Linked DNA regions of Mus musculus: regions 1 and 3 are each linked to region 2. The links are chromatin contacts, called in public HiChIP or PLAC-seq maps. All regions are on one chromosome and are shown on one strand. Each heading gives the region's core, a stretch centred on a gene start, on an enhancer-like site or on the middle of the called end of the contact. The rest is flanking DNA. Distances are from core to core; before and after follow the strand shown. Region 1 holds the start of Krt87 (keratin 87). Region 2 holds the start of Nr4a1 (nuclear receptor subfamily 4, group A, member 1). Region 3 holds the start of Krt7 (keratin 7).

Region 1 (4,737 bases), core at 680-3,179, 170 kb after region 2:
GAGGGAAACCCTGAGACATGTAGCTGTGCTGGGTAACTGAGTGACTTCCGGTAAGGCAGAGGAAAGCAGGGAAGGCTCCCTGGAGGAAGGAACACAGGACAGTGAAGGGAAAGGAGAAAAGGAAGCCTTTCTCCATGAGCTTCCTCAGGGAGAGTTGTGACTTATCTGATGTCCTTGGTGACCAGCTGAGAATGGACAAAGTAGAGAGGGAGTCCTGGGGTGCGTCAGAGACGCGAGGGTGAGCATTCTGGGGCTCTTGCCACTTAAGAGCTCTGGAGTCCCAAGTACTTGCTAGTCTCTAGAAATCATGTAGACTGGAGAAGATTTTAGAAAACAGGTCCATGGGAATGTCACCGTTTACTGTCAGTCAAGTAGATCGGACAGTGGATGTGGCCAAGGACCTGTGTTGACTAAAGAATGGCAGCCAGCCCCGACTAGCCCTGGGCCTCTGGGTTTCCACTTCCTGAGACTGGACTGGAGCGGGGCTGCCTCTCACCTGCAGGCCTGGCCCCTGTGCTCCTACTTCCAAGAGTACAGCTGAGGACTGGAGCATTAGAAGTTCCAAAAATGGGAACTGGGGTCCTTGGTACCGTGTGCGCAGAATGGTTTGGGTGGTCTTAGTTGCTAAGATCCTGGGGCTTTCTCAGCTCGACCTTCCTGATCAAGGGTGTGGCCGGCGCACACACTGGTGGGAAGCTGCTGAGGTTCAGAGAGGACGCCGCCCGCCATACCATATCACCCAGTGAGCCAGAGGAGGAATTAGGTGTTGGGCAAAGGCTACAGACTCTTGGGTCCAGGTTCCTTTCTGCTTGACTGTGGCTACTTTCCTAGGGTGTAGTCTGGCTAGAGGGAACTGTGACTCTGGGCTTTGGGCCCTCTAACTCAGGGCCTGAGGAATGGAACACTCCGTGCCCGGGTCTGATCTGACTGTGTGGTGGAACGGCTCCATCACTGTCACTTTTTCAATTCCGGGCACGAAGGACTATGCCACAGGCATCAGTCTTTATGTGCTTCCGGTTTCAAGGCTGGCTGTAGCTCTCTGCCCTCTCTGGAGACACCACGCTGCGAGATCCAAACATACGTATGTGCGCATGCGCAGGAATTTGCACGCATGGCACACTGAAACAACGAATTCACTGTGTTGGGAAAGCAGCCTCACTAGGTATGTGTCAAATGATTTCACAAAGCACGGCATTCTAGTTGAGACTGTCCCATGGGGCTGTGAATTTTCTTCGTTAAAAGTGGGAGAGAAAGACAGCTACAGTGTACTCATATACATAAAATAAATAAATCTTTAAAAAAATAAATAAAAGTAGGAGAGAAGGCTGCATTAGAAGGGAGAGAAGTTAAGACCAATGTCCTTTCTCAGTCTTAAGTACTGGAGCAGTCTTGAAGAGGTGTGACTTTTCTCATCATCTAAAGTTACCTAGAGCTCCCTTTCTGAGAACCTGCTTGCGGATTGCTCCCAGCAGGTCCTCAGGTGCCAAGAAGGGGCTGGCCCAGGACACCCACCTTGTCGATGAAGGCTGCGAACTTGCTGTTGAGACACTTGATCTGCTCCTTCTCCTCATGCTTCACACACTGAGCATTGGGGTCGATCTCCAGGTTCAGGGGTGTGAGCAGGCTCTCATTGACAGAGACGGTGGTGATGCAGGGGGGGCTGGGCCCGCAGACGCCTCCAGATCGGTACCCGAAGCTGCGTCCACAGGAGCCAGAGCGGAAGGGCCCGCAGACGCTGCGGCTGCCGAAGCCCCCTGAGAGTCCGCGGTAGCAGGAGATGCCCCTGTAGGGAGCTGCAGAGATGCAGCAGCGGCCGGGCCGGGGACCACATGCCGAGGCGCAGCTGAAGGCGCGGACCCCACAGGAGGCTCCGAGGCGGGAGGAGAAGCAAGACATGGTTCAGAGGCGATACAGAGTCAGGCTGGACCCCGAGGCTCGCTCTGAGCCTTATATCGTGCAGGAGGGAGCGCGCCCGCCGCCCAGGCGTTTATGAGCTTGCCTGTTGGAATCAAAGCAGCCCGGGCTACCTTGCCGCCCCCATAAAACGGCGTTCTTCTCCCGCCCGCCCTGGCTTTATGGTGCCACGAAGCGCCTGGTCAGCTCCGGGGCTGGGCACTGTGGGCATCGGGCGGGACCCTCGTGTCGCGCTATTGGGACTCACTGGGTCACTGTCTCCATCCCAGGCTGGCTCACATCCCACCTGGTTCTCCACCCTGAAGGCTAGGAAGCCCTGGCCTTGGAGGTGACCTTTGAATTCATGCTGTAGGGGGCGTGCTCGCACGATGACAAGACCTTTGAAGTTATGGGCAAATTCATGTCCAACTTTGGGTGGGTAAATAACCTTTCTGAGCCTTAGAAGTCCTGTGGGGAGCAGGGATAAGGGAATAATAATAATAATAACAACAATAATAGTAGTAATAACAGAAGAGCTGCTGATAATAGGATAATAGGATAATGGATCCGAAAGCCTCTTAGGCAGGACCTAGCACTTAAGAGCTCCAGAAATGTTTGCTTGTTTATCTATTTGTTCCACTATTGTTAACTTGTTATTCTTCCTGTGTCCCTTTAGGCAGAAACGTTCCCGTATCTCTTCTCTTCTCTTCTCTTCTCTTCTCTTCTCTTCTCTTCTCTTCTCTTCTCTTCTCTTCTCTTCTCTTCTCTCCTCTCCTCTCCTCTCCTCTCCTCTCCTCTCCTCTCCTCTCCTCTCCTCTCCTCTCCTCTCCTCTCCTCTCCTCTTCCCTCCCTCCCTCTCCGTCTCTCTGTCTCTTTGTGTGTGTCTCTGTCTCTTTCTCTGTCTCTCTCTGTCTTTCTATCTCTGTCTTTCTCTGTGTGTCTATCTGTCTCTCTGTCTCTCTCTTTCTCATTCAGCTCAGCTCCTATCTCCTCTAACCCTTCTACCCTTCCCTATGCACTTTGGAGAGAGAAGCCACAAACACTGATGACTGCCCTGCCTAGCCCACTAAGGGATTTTCGTTGTTTTTGAGACAAATAAGGATTCACGTCGTCCAGGCTGACCCCAAATCACTAGCCTTGAGCTCATGGTGTTACTGCCTCCACACCCCAAATGCTGGCACAGCAGGTGTGAGCCACTGCATCCACTGTGGAGGGCTCTTTGACACATGATTTCTCCCAAATCAAAGGCTTTCTTCAGGGGTTGTGCCCATTCATCTGCTTAGCAAGGTGACCTCATAGTGGCGCATAGACTTATGTGGAAGGCTCCAAGGACTGGAGTCAGGATCTGAGAGTTCTGAGCGATCAGAACTGCTTCAAGGCTGTCTCTTCAGGGCCTGTGCCTGTGTGGCTGTGGGCTGTGGGCTGTGGAATAAGGCTGGGATCTTAGAGGCAGGAGTATGGGCTGTTTCCAATGGTCATGGATACTGACTCTAGGCAGCTAGAACCATCATAAAGGAAGTTAATTATGTGTCCCATCGCTAGCAGCGGAAACCGGAGTGTGTGCTCAGCAGCCAGCATTAAAGAGAAGCCTGCAGGTCACCTGGTGCTTCCTTTGTTTTAAAGCTGTGCTATTACTGTGCATGCAATAATTAAATCTGGGAACTCCAAGGTCATCATAGCCAGCCCTGACAGCTCACTTCCAAGGAGTGTTGTTGGATTGCCACCAACTTTGTTCTTTACAACTGTCTCTCTTGGGATAGGGTGATTTGGTCCAGCCTGGGTTTGTTTCCTCTCAGTTTAGTTCAGCCATGGTTCTGTGCATGAGATGAATCTTCAACTTCAGTGTCTTGGCTGTAAGACATCTCTCTCTCTCTCCCCCTCCCCCTCCCCTCCCCCTCCCCCTCCCCCTCGCCCTCTTTCTCCAAGGCCTTACTCTGTAGCTCAGGCTGGCTTTGAACTCTCCATCTTCCTCCTGAAAGCATGTGCTACCACATCTGATTCAAGATTGTATATTTTTATTCCTTTGATTTTTTTTTTCCATCTGTGTTTGGGATAAAAACCAGGACCTTGTGCTTGCTGATATGGAATCCTCCAGGAAGCTCTCATTCCAATTTTCTTTTGGGATTGGTAGCCTTGAGGAATCCTCCCTGGGGTTGTTTCTTGCTAAGGGGTCAGACTTCCTCTGAAGTTTGAGGATTTAAATCGAATGTGTGGTAGCGCTTGCACAGTTCTGGCTCAGAGAGTTTCTGTGTTTTGAACAGAACGTCTGTGCTAGCACAACCAGACAGGGTGTGAACAGCCAGTCTCTCTGCACAGAAAATTATGTGCATGTGAAGTGCAGAGACTGGGAGAGCTGCAGGCTGAGTTGAGCCTGCTAAGCACACAACCTGAAAGGGGTACCTTGACACATTGGCCACAGTGTTCCCCCCCAGATGTTCATACTAATACCTGACCCAGCCTTTGGGGCGCATGCCCCTTGGTGGCCCCTTTATTACTCTTGGAACTTGGGAGAGAAGTAGGCTGAATCGTGAGCAGTACCGGATGCAATCCAGGACTGACACCTCCATCAGAGCGTCAGTGATGACAGGTGCTGGGGAGGGGAGGCCTTCCCCAGGCTCAGCCCTGAGAAGCTCCGGAAAGCCTTTCATCTGTCGCATATGGTTTGGGTGGAGCTGCTGTCTTGTCTTGGTCATCATGCCCATCAGGAATCGGGCTCAGAGAGTGAGCGACGAGGTTCAGCTGGGGCAGGGCAGGCACATACAGGCTCTGTGTAGGAAGCAGTAGGGGGTCTGATCATGGAACTCCAAGCTTTAGGCCATGTTAGGGCAGGTTCTTGGAGGAGAT
Region 2 (4,582 bases), core at 842-3,341:
GTGAAGACAGGACCTGCACCTGCTTCTGCTGGAGGGAGGGACCGTCCTGGCTTGTCTTGCTGGCATATTTAAACACATCTTGGGAGTAGAGGGGAGGTGGGGGGCTGGGTGGAGAGATAAAATGGGGAGCCAGATATGACATAACCAGAGCTAAGGTTATTTGTCCTTTAGAGCAAAGGCATCCATTCTCATAGAACCCCTGGGTCCTGTCTTCAAGTGTGTGTGTGGGGCATAAATGATAGTAGTGGCTTCCATATTTAAACAAGGGCCCAAGTAAACTTTTGTGCAAGGGCCCAAGGAAAGAAAGATCCAACTATGGATGATGTGGGGGTGGGAGGGTCCAGGATGGCTCCAGTGGACATCATCCTGTCCACACTTCTTCTCCTAGGTGGCTTTTTGTCCTTTGGAAGGTGGCTTGGTAAAGTCCAGAGCTATGGACTCAGCCGCAACGAGACTACACGTTAGCCTGGGGGGGGGGTTGCTGGTAACTTCTGAACATATCACCGAATGACATCAGCAGTGTATGAAAACTGTTCCGTATGCAGGGGACAGTGATTAAAAAGAAATAGCAGGCTGGTTGGGGGGGGGGGTCTTTTGTGGTGATGGGATGGACTCCAGGTTACAAATGCTAGGCAAGCAAGAACTCTACCACTGAGCTACGCCCTTAGCCCATTTTTAAAAACCGGTTATGGCCAGAATAGGCCGTCATTGGATAGTCTCGGTTAGTCTGCTGCACTGGTGGGCTGGCAGCAGAAATCGGGAACCAGGGGGTGGGGTCAAGGATGGGATAGAGATACTGCAAAGAGAATCCCTAGTAGGGAAAGCTAACCACTGAATCTTTTCTCCATACCCCTTCCTTTCTCTTACCTGACTACAAATGAGGTTTCCTTTAGCTTAGACTGGGATGGAGATGTGACCTGCAGGGTGACAGCTCCAGGTGGCTGCAGCCTGGTCTGCACTTTGAGTACAGCCCTGGCCAGACCCTTCCCTGCAAGCAGTAACTGGTTACAGCTGCTCTCTTCACTGCTGGAGCAGGTAGTGGGGAGGCAGGTGGGTCCCCATCAGGGACTGGGACCAGGGAATTGACAGAAGAGTGTGAAAAGGAGATGGAGTTCGATGGCCCTGGGTTCAAGACCCCATTGTGCTACTACCTAGCTTAGTGACCTTGAACAAGTACCATTATGTCTCTGAATCTATTTATAAAATGGGGAAGAGTTGGCAAGAGTTTGGAAAGATTTCTCAGGCTCCACCCGGTTCTGAAATTCGGCAATTTCTCAACTAGGGTGCATCCATCCTGCGAGGGGTTAAGAGGCCATCGCTGAGAAACCAGCATCGGTGTGGAGCCGAGCCCGTTGACCCAGCCTGGCAAAGCTATGCCCTTTGGGAAGGAACCTTGAAGGCCAGAGTGCCTGTCCTCAGTCCTGGGGCTAGAGACCCTGCACATTGCCAAGGCTGAGGCACGGGCCCAGCCCACCTCCTATCTTCTGGGTGTGTCCCAGAATGGCTTGCCTCAGCCCTGAACTGCCCTGGCTGCTCAGAATGGCAGAGAGTGATACCCTAGGTGTCCAGGACAGACTGGGAAAGGGACAAAAGCGGAGCAGGGCCTGGGGTAGGGGTGGGCAGGAGGGAGAGGGAGCTGTTGGCACCAGGAGCAGCTGGAGGGGAGGAGATCCTGTTCTGGGGAAGCCCTGCGGGCACGGATTTACAACACCCCCTCCTCCTGGTCGGTTATTTCGGACCCCGGGACCCGATCCCGGGTCCGGCTTGGTGAGCCTAGTGGGTCTGGAAGCTACTATATTTAGCCGGCGCAGCGGGCGAGAGGAAAACTATTTATAGATCAAACAATCCGCGCTCCCTGCGTCAATGGAACCCCGCGTGCGTCACGCGCGCAGACATTCCAGGCCCCCCCTCTTCGCCCCGCCCCCTCGGGCTCCCCGTCCCCGCGCCTCCTCCTGGCCGCCTCCCGCCGGAACCGCGCCGCCCCCCGCGCCCTTGTATGGCCAAAGCTCGCCGGGCCGTGTGCGTCAGTGGCGCCCCCGCCCCTCTCCATGCGTCACGGAGCGCTTAAGATGTGGGTCGGGCTCGCCAGGGGAGCCCCAGTGCAGGAGGCTGCGAAAGTTGGGGGAGTGTGCTAGAAGGACTGCGGAGCGGAGCGCACGCGGGACCAGGCTGCGACTGGGTCGCTGGTCCCGGCCACAGGGAGTGGGAGCCGGCTGGGTAGGTACCCCGCAGGGAGCGTGTTTCTGTTTCTAGGGACAGTGCATGAAAGAGATGGGGTGTACGCGCGGGCGAAAAGGAAGGGTGTTTTCGGGTCGGCTTACGAGGAGGGGTGTGTAGGGTGCATTTTTGGTATTAAAGGATAGCTCTTGGAGTAGGGTGAGCCAGGGCTTGAAGTTTAGGAAGCGGGCGAAGGGTCTGCAAGGTGCTTGGTTTTGGTAGGTAGTGGGCGCTTGTTTAGGAGGTTTCCCCGCTAGGATCTCCAGTGTGAGGCACTCTGTACTCTGGGTTTGGGTGTTGATTGCCGGGTAGGGGGTTGTCTGAGCATGGACTGGGAAAAGGTACTCAGAGCTTCGGCGTTGCTGGGATCCATCCAAGTACAAGTAAGATTGGATTTCCACGGGTCTCCTTCCCGGGCTCTCAGCCCCCTTTCCCAGTGTTTACTTAATACTTCATAGGCTGTACTTAGATTTTCTGATTCCCTTACCGAACTTTCTTTCTGAACCGTGCTGGAAGACCTGGGGGTTGCTGAAGGAAATGGCTAGCTAGGTTGGCTGGGTAATGGTTGTGTTAGACTAAGTTGTCAGAGTATCTAGAAACCTAGGAGCTGTAGCCTGGTGCAGCTACTGAAAGCCGCACGTGGAGCCTGGGTGGAAGTTGCTCACGATAGAGTCTCGATGTAGTACTGACTAGGGGGGAGACCCCTTCTGTCATCAGACAGACTTGTATACCCCAGTGGTCTTTTGAGTCTGTTAGGTAGGGTGCAGCCTGCGGGCTTGGTCACCTAACAGGTGTTGCCAGGACCTGCCCCAAGCCGGATTCTCCCACTCCCTCTTTCAACCCCGCCTCTTCCTCCTCCTTGAGACACCCCCACCCCCTCAGGAGGCTAGATGCAGATCTGTATCTTGTGTTGCGGACTATCGGCCTGAAGCTGGGTAGATTGGTGGGGGTTGATCCGGATGTAGGATGTCCAAGTGGAGAAACAGGATTTGAATGGAGCTGGAACAAACGCCCAGTCCTGACTGGCTGCCACCCTTCTTCCTCCACCCCCAACCCATCCCTTCCCAGGCTTCTTGCAAACAGAGGCAGAAGTGGCCATATTTCTTTCTTTCTCCCAGGTGCTGTATGCCCTAGGGACTTGACACGGGGCAGGCGGGGTGGGAACTGGTTGGGGGGGGGGTGCTGTTTTATGGGAAGTCGTATGCCTAGCCAGCGGTGGAGCTGTCCTGGCTAGGCACCCAGGGGTGGTGTGGGGAATGGGAGAAATACTGGGACTAGAGGGTCTCAAGGGCCAGCAGGTGGTGATAGTCTTTTTCTCCACCCCACCCTCTGCTCCAGCACCCTCTGCCTCAGCACCCTCTGCCTCAGCACCCTCTGCCTCAGCACCCTCTGCCTCAGCACCCTCTGCCTCAGCACCCTCTGCCTCAGCACCCTCTGCCCCAGCACCCTCTGCCCCAGCACCCTCTGCCTCAGCACCCTCTGCCTCAGCACCCTCTGCCTCAGCACCCTCTGCCTCAGCACCCTCTGCCTCAGCACCCTCTGCCTCAGTGTTCCTGTGTGACCTGTCTTTTCAACTAGAAAGTCTAGAACTGTACAGACCCCAGAGTTGGAGGTGGAAAGGGACACTAGGTCCTGGAGCCTCCTCTGTGGGCTTTTTTGACCAGATGAGAACGTAAGGGCCTCCTCCAGCTACCCCTGGTCATTCAGGTGCTTCAGGTTTGTGACCTTTGCTGAGACCCTGGATGCTGCAGCAAACAGACATCTGCTTTAGCAGAGGGACAGCTTGTCTCTGTGCATCCGCTGGTAGGATCCTCCACTCTGTCCAATTAGCTTGCGGCTGCTGCTGGGTTCTGAGTGTTCTCTTACAAAATGACAAGGTTAGGGGGCTGGAGAGATGGCTCAGGGGCTAAGAGCACCCATGTGGCAGTTTGCAACTGTCTGTAACTCCTGTTCCAGGGGGGATCTGACACCCTCACACGGACAAACATGCAGGCAAAACACCTATTGGCATGGAAAATGAAAATAAATGACCGGGTTAGCTGAGAAATTCCTTTTGAGAGTTGTCTTTTCTCCAGTCCAGAGACTGCTCTCTGGATCTTCCTGCTCAGTTCCTCGCCTCCCTTCAATATATGGTATTTAAGGTTTTACTTTTTTTTGCGTTTTCAATTGTTTTTAATTGTATTTATATGTGTCTCTGTGTGTGCACATGAGCATGGGTGTCCTACAAGGCTAGAGACATCAGATGTCCTGGAGCTAGAGTTACAGATGGTTGTGAGCCACCTGATGTAGTTGCTGGGAACTGGATTTAGTTCCTGTGGAAGAGCAGTGCATGCTCTTAACCACTGAGCAACTTCTCCACCCCCCC
Region 3 (4,200 bases), core at 1,517-4,016, 150 kb after region 2:
TTGGGCAAGTGACTTAAATTATTTGTACTTCAATGTATTCTCTTCATATGAGGACCATACTGGGTTTGGTGAGACATGTCTATAATTCTAGCACTTAGGAAGCTGGGACGGGGTCATCAACAATCTGAGGCCAGCTTTGGCTACACGGTGACAGCCTGTCACAAAAGGTGGAGAGGTACAATACACCTCTGTGTCATAGGTTATATCATACGGACAAAATGGTTCAGTACGTTAAGCCGGCACATGCGCAGAAGATACCATGTAAACCACAGCCCACATTCTCCATGCCTGTTATGTTCTTCAGGATGGTGGTGTACAGTCAGGAAAGTAGCCTGCTGTCCATCACATCCTTCTCAGCCTGTGTCCCTCAGCTCCTTTGTGTTATGCTTGTATGCCCTGAAGTTTTTGTGTGTGCCACTATTAGAGATTGAGCATTGGTCCACATACATGCTGGTCACGCACTCTGCCATTGGCTACCTCCCCCAGTGGCTCACGCAGACTGCTAAATGGCTTTTAGTCTGATCAGCAGTCACAGTTCAAGATCATGAAAAAAAAAACTCCCCCCCCCCCCGGTCTAAGAATTAGAATGTGTGTTTTTTTTTTTTCTGGTCTTGAATACAAGTTATTATGTTTCTCCTGCTCTGTGAATGGAGCCACAATGTCCACTGGGCCAGGATTGCAGGGGCCAGGCATCCAGGTCAGGATTGGTGGATACAGGTAGTGCTAATAATCTGTGCTCACTGCTGTTGGTGGTTGGGTTCCAGAGGATGCTTAGCATAGTAGCCAAGAGAGTCAGGGGACAAGCAAAGTTTACACTTGGCATCGCTTAGTGTGAGTGTGAGTGTGAGTGTGAGTGAGTGTGTATGGTATGTGTGAATGTGTGGTGTGTGTTTGAATATGTGTGTGAATGTGTGTGTGTGAATGTGTGTATGTGAGTGTGTGTAGCCTCACTGAGTTAGGCAGAAGACAATGGAGGAGTTTGTGGGGCTAAGGCAAAATATAGGAGGTAGTCTCTCTAAGGTCTGCATGTGGTGAGAGGGGAGGGGAAGGAATGGGTAAGAGAGAGAGAAAGAGAGAGAGAGACAGAGAGAGACAGAGAGAGACTGGGTTCAGATGAACCACTAGGCTGTGAACTCTTTTGGGGCAGGAATTTGATGGGAGGTGTGGTGTCAGGGGCTGGCAGCCCTCTGTGAAACACTTCAAAGGACATTTGTGTGTGTGTGTGTGTGTGTGTGTGTGTGTGTGTGTGTTGCCTCCACCTGGCACTGAGTGGCCTCTCAGGTTGGTCTGGGAATGTGGGAGCAGGAGGAATCTAGCTAGCACTGGAGTTTTAAAGAATGTTCCAGGGAGGGGTAAGAGGCCCAGGGCAGATGTGGGGTAGGCTCAGGAATGAGGAAGTATTTCTCAAGCCTGTGTGTGGTGGTTATAGGGGGCCGAGGCCTGGACTGAAGTGCCCAGGTACTTTTGTCTGTGTGCTTCCCAGCTCTTGTTAGACCCTCATCCTGAAGGAGCTGTGGCTGAGGGGGCCAGGACCCGTCCAGGTCAGCGCACTAGCTGTGCCCTGCTGGGGCTCAGCTTGAGAAAGAGAAGGAGCTCTTGGTGTGGGTGAGAAACAACCTCCAAAGTGGGGGATGGGTGGCAGGGGCTGTAGCAGGATGGAAAGTGGGGTGCAGAGGGGGACAAAGGACTGAGGAAGCACCTTGAGGGGTAGGGAGTCTCCTTGAGAGCTTAGGGTTGTCTACCTGAAAAGGCAAAGCAGGAAGAATATGACATTCCCATCCTCCCCACCTAGGACGCCCCTAAAGGACCAGTCTCACTGCATGGAGCCAGAGGTGGGCTAAAGGCTGTCCAAGTGAGTCTGGGAAAACTGGAAGTCCAGGAGCACTCCGAGGAGCACTGAGCACACCACCACGGGTTACCACAGAGGCCAGTTTTAGTTGATTCCCTTGTCAGGCATAGCCTAGTGGGTTTGTAAGCAGGAAAAATGAGGCAGAGCAGGGAGGAACGTCTGGATGTGAACGGGAGACAGGACACACACATGTGCATACAAATGTGTTCAGTTGTGAATCCAGACCCCCCATGCACAGACTGCACTCATATACACTCACACTAGTGTGTTAGGGGTATGAGGGCACAGAAGGGTACGCACAGCCATCCCAGGAACCCATACAGTAGTTTGAGGAGGGGGTGAGGCAAGCCCTCTGAACTTGGATGGTGGGGAGGGCGCAGTTACTGAAACAGCTCTTCCCAGTAAGGATCGTCACAGGGCCAGGTTACTCAAGAACTGAGCTGAGCTCTCCAGTAGCAGCTGGGCCAGGAAGGAGAGTCCTAGGAAGCCTAGGGCTTCCCCAGCCAGTGGGTGAGGGGTTTCAACTTTCAGCAGGAGCTAAAGTTTGTCAGGCACTTCCTTTTGTAGCACTTGGCTTTCCTACTGGCCTCAGGAATCTAGGTATTCACTCCTCATACCTGCTCTAGGAAGCCTTCTCCTGCCAATTGTAAGGTGGTCTCTTTGCGGTCCAGAGATTTCTGGGCTGTGGGTATCTTGGACAACTTGCCTGAGGTGTGGGTGTCTCACGACGGCGTCTCGGCCTCCTGCAGACACTTCCCGAGTGGACGAAGAGCCTTGGGCGGCGGCTGGGGGCGGTGCGAGGGCAGAAGGCAGGCGGACAGGAAGGCCCTGGCTGCAGAGAAAGGTGGCCAGCGGCCAGCCCCGCCCTGTCCCCACCTGTGTGCGCTCAGCCTCCGCCCCGCATGGAGGAATAAAAGGTCGCAGACTGCCTGAGGTCAGGGAGTTCGCGCTGCTCCTCGCCTCGTCCAGCCAGCTGTGTCCAGCCGCTATGTCCATCCACTTCAGCTCTCGCTCCACTGCTTACCCGGGCCGCGGGGCTCAGGTGCGCCTGAGCTCGGGCCGCGCCAGCTTCGGCAGCAGGAGCCTCTATGGCCTGGGCTCATCAAGGCCTCGTGTGGCCGTGCGCTCCGCTTATGGGGGCCCGGTGGGCGCTGGCATCCGCGAGATCACCATCAATCAGAGCTTGCTGGCGCCGCTGAGTGTGGACATCGATCCCACCATCCAGCAGGTGCGCCAGGAGGAGCGCGAGCAGATCAAGACCCTCAACAACAAATTCGCCTCCTTCATCGACAAGGTGAGACAGCCTCAGTCGCACGGTTCTTTCCGGCCACGCCTTGCCCTGGGAGGCTGGTGTAGGTCTCTTTCCTCTTGTGTCTTCGGTGGGCTCTGTATAGTACTTCTCCTTACACCCTCCTTTAGTCTCCAAACTCCGCTCTGCCAACAAATGGCCTTGGGCCCCTCCCTTTCCTCAAGGACTCAAGGATTGCCCCCAAGTTCTCTCCAGCTTCCATAGTTGACTGGTCTCGGGGGATTTGGAGCCACTTTGTAACAGGTGTGAGGCTAGGAGCTCTGGAGGCCAAGGCCAGCAGTTAGTTCTTTGGTGTCTGGGTCCCTTTCCCTGGGAGGAGGTTGTGAGGAGTCAGGAATGGGGTGGGATGACTCCTCCTTTCTCCATGGGAGAACTTTGTATCTGAGGTAGATGCTGAGAATAAAGGCCTGGCGGAGGGAGGCTTCTGCCCTACTTACCTGCCCGTTCCTCTACCTTTTTTGTTGGTAGGAGGTAAGGTTACCTCTGCCTTTGCAGATGGCTCTGTGGGAGACTGGGACTTGGGAGAGGGGCCCTTTGGAAGGTATCTCCCTGGCTGTCCATCCCAGTCATTCATGGGCATCTAGGAAGCTGAGGCCTGCAGTCCTGCCTGTCCCTCTGGCTAGGACCAATCCCTTGCTTCACCGTCTCCCTTCCAGTCCTCCTGCCTGTACCGTTCTGTCCCAGAAATCCTTAAAAGAAACTTCCCAGACTGCTCTAGCCCCACTTCCTGCTCTATGCTGAGCTGTGCCATCCTAATCCAGCTCATGATTCCTCAGGCTGCTGGTTTCAAGGGCTTTTCTTGCCTCCCACCTTCAGGCTGAGATAAGAGGAAGGAGAGAAGATACTGAGGAAGAAAGAAAAATTCCAGCGTGGAAGGAGGGGCCAGTCCAGTCAGTCCCCTAATACCCTCTCACCCCCAGCTTCAGAGAAGAAAGGGGCTATTTAAGGGGCAGAGGTAGAAAATACCATTGAAGCAGAATTGGCTAGGAACAGTGTACTCCACTAAGCCAAGCACATCAACTCCATGGCTTACACTTGAAAT

What was found. HiChIP or PLAC-seq counts read pairs in DNA pulled down with a chosen protein or histone mark.
Region 1: a contact with region 2 is called in an H3K27ac HiChIP or PLAC-seq map of embryonic stem cells, with 5 read pairs. The contact joins the promoter of Krt87 here to the promoter of Nr4a1 in region 2. A contact is called at or near these places in 2 of 115 datasets of contacts at active chromatin or transcription factors (embryonic stem cells and pancreatic cancer cells).
Region 3: a contact with region 2 is called in a FOXA1 HiChIP or PLAC-seq map of pancreatic cancer cells. The contact joins the promoter of Krt7 here to the promoter of Nr4a1 in region 2. A contact is called at or near these places in 2 of 115 datasets of contacts at active chromatin or transcription factors (embryonic stem cells and pancreatic cancer cells) and 1 of 9 other capture datasets (adipose tissue).

The regions. Positions count from the first base shown.
Region 1 is chr15:101,436,875-101,441,611 of GRCm38.p6, forward strand. It overlaps Krt87 (keratin 87), which reads right to left and starts at 1,930. Exons shown (of 9, transcript NM_001003668.2): 1 at 1,513-1,930. The coding sequence starts at 1,896.
Region 2 is chr15:101,264,755-101,269,336 of GRCm38.p6, forward strand. It overlaps Nr4a1 (nuclear receptor subfamily 4, group A, member 1), which reads left to right and starts at 2,092. Exons shown (of 7, transcript NM_010444.2): 1 at 2,092-2,217.
Region 3 is chr15:101,409,637-101,413,836 of GRCm38.p6, forward strand. It overlaps Krt7 (keratin 7), which reads left to right and starts at 2,767. Exons shown (of 9, transcript NM_033073.3): 1 at 2,767-3,143. The coding sequence starts at 2,838. Gm671 (a long non-coding RNA gene) reads right to left here and starts at 2,556. Exons shown (of 4, transcript XR_384459.2): 1 at 2,467-2,556.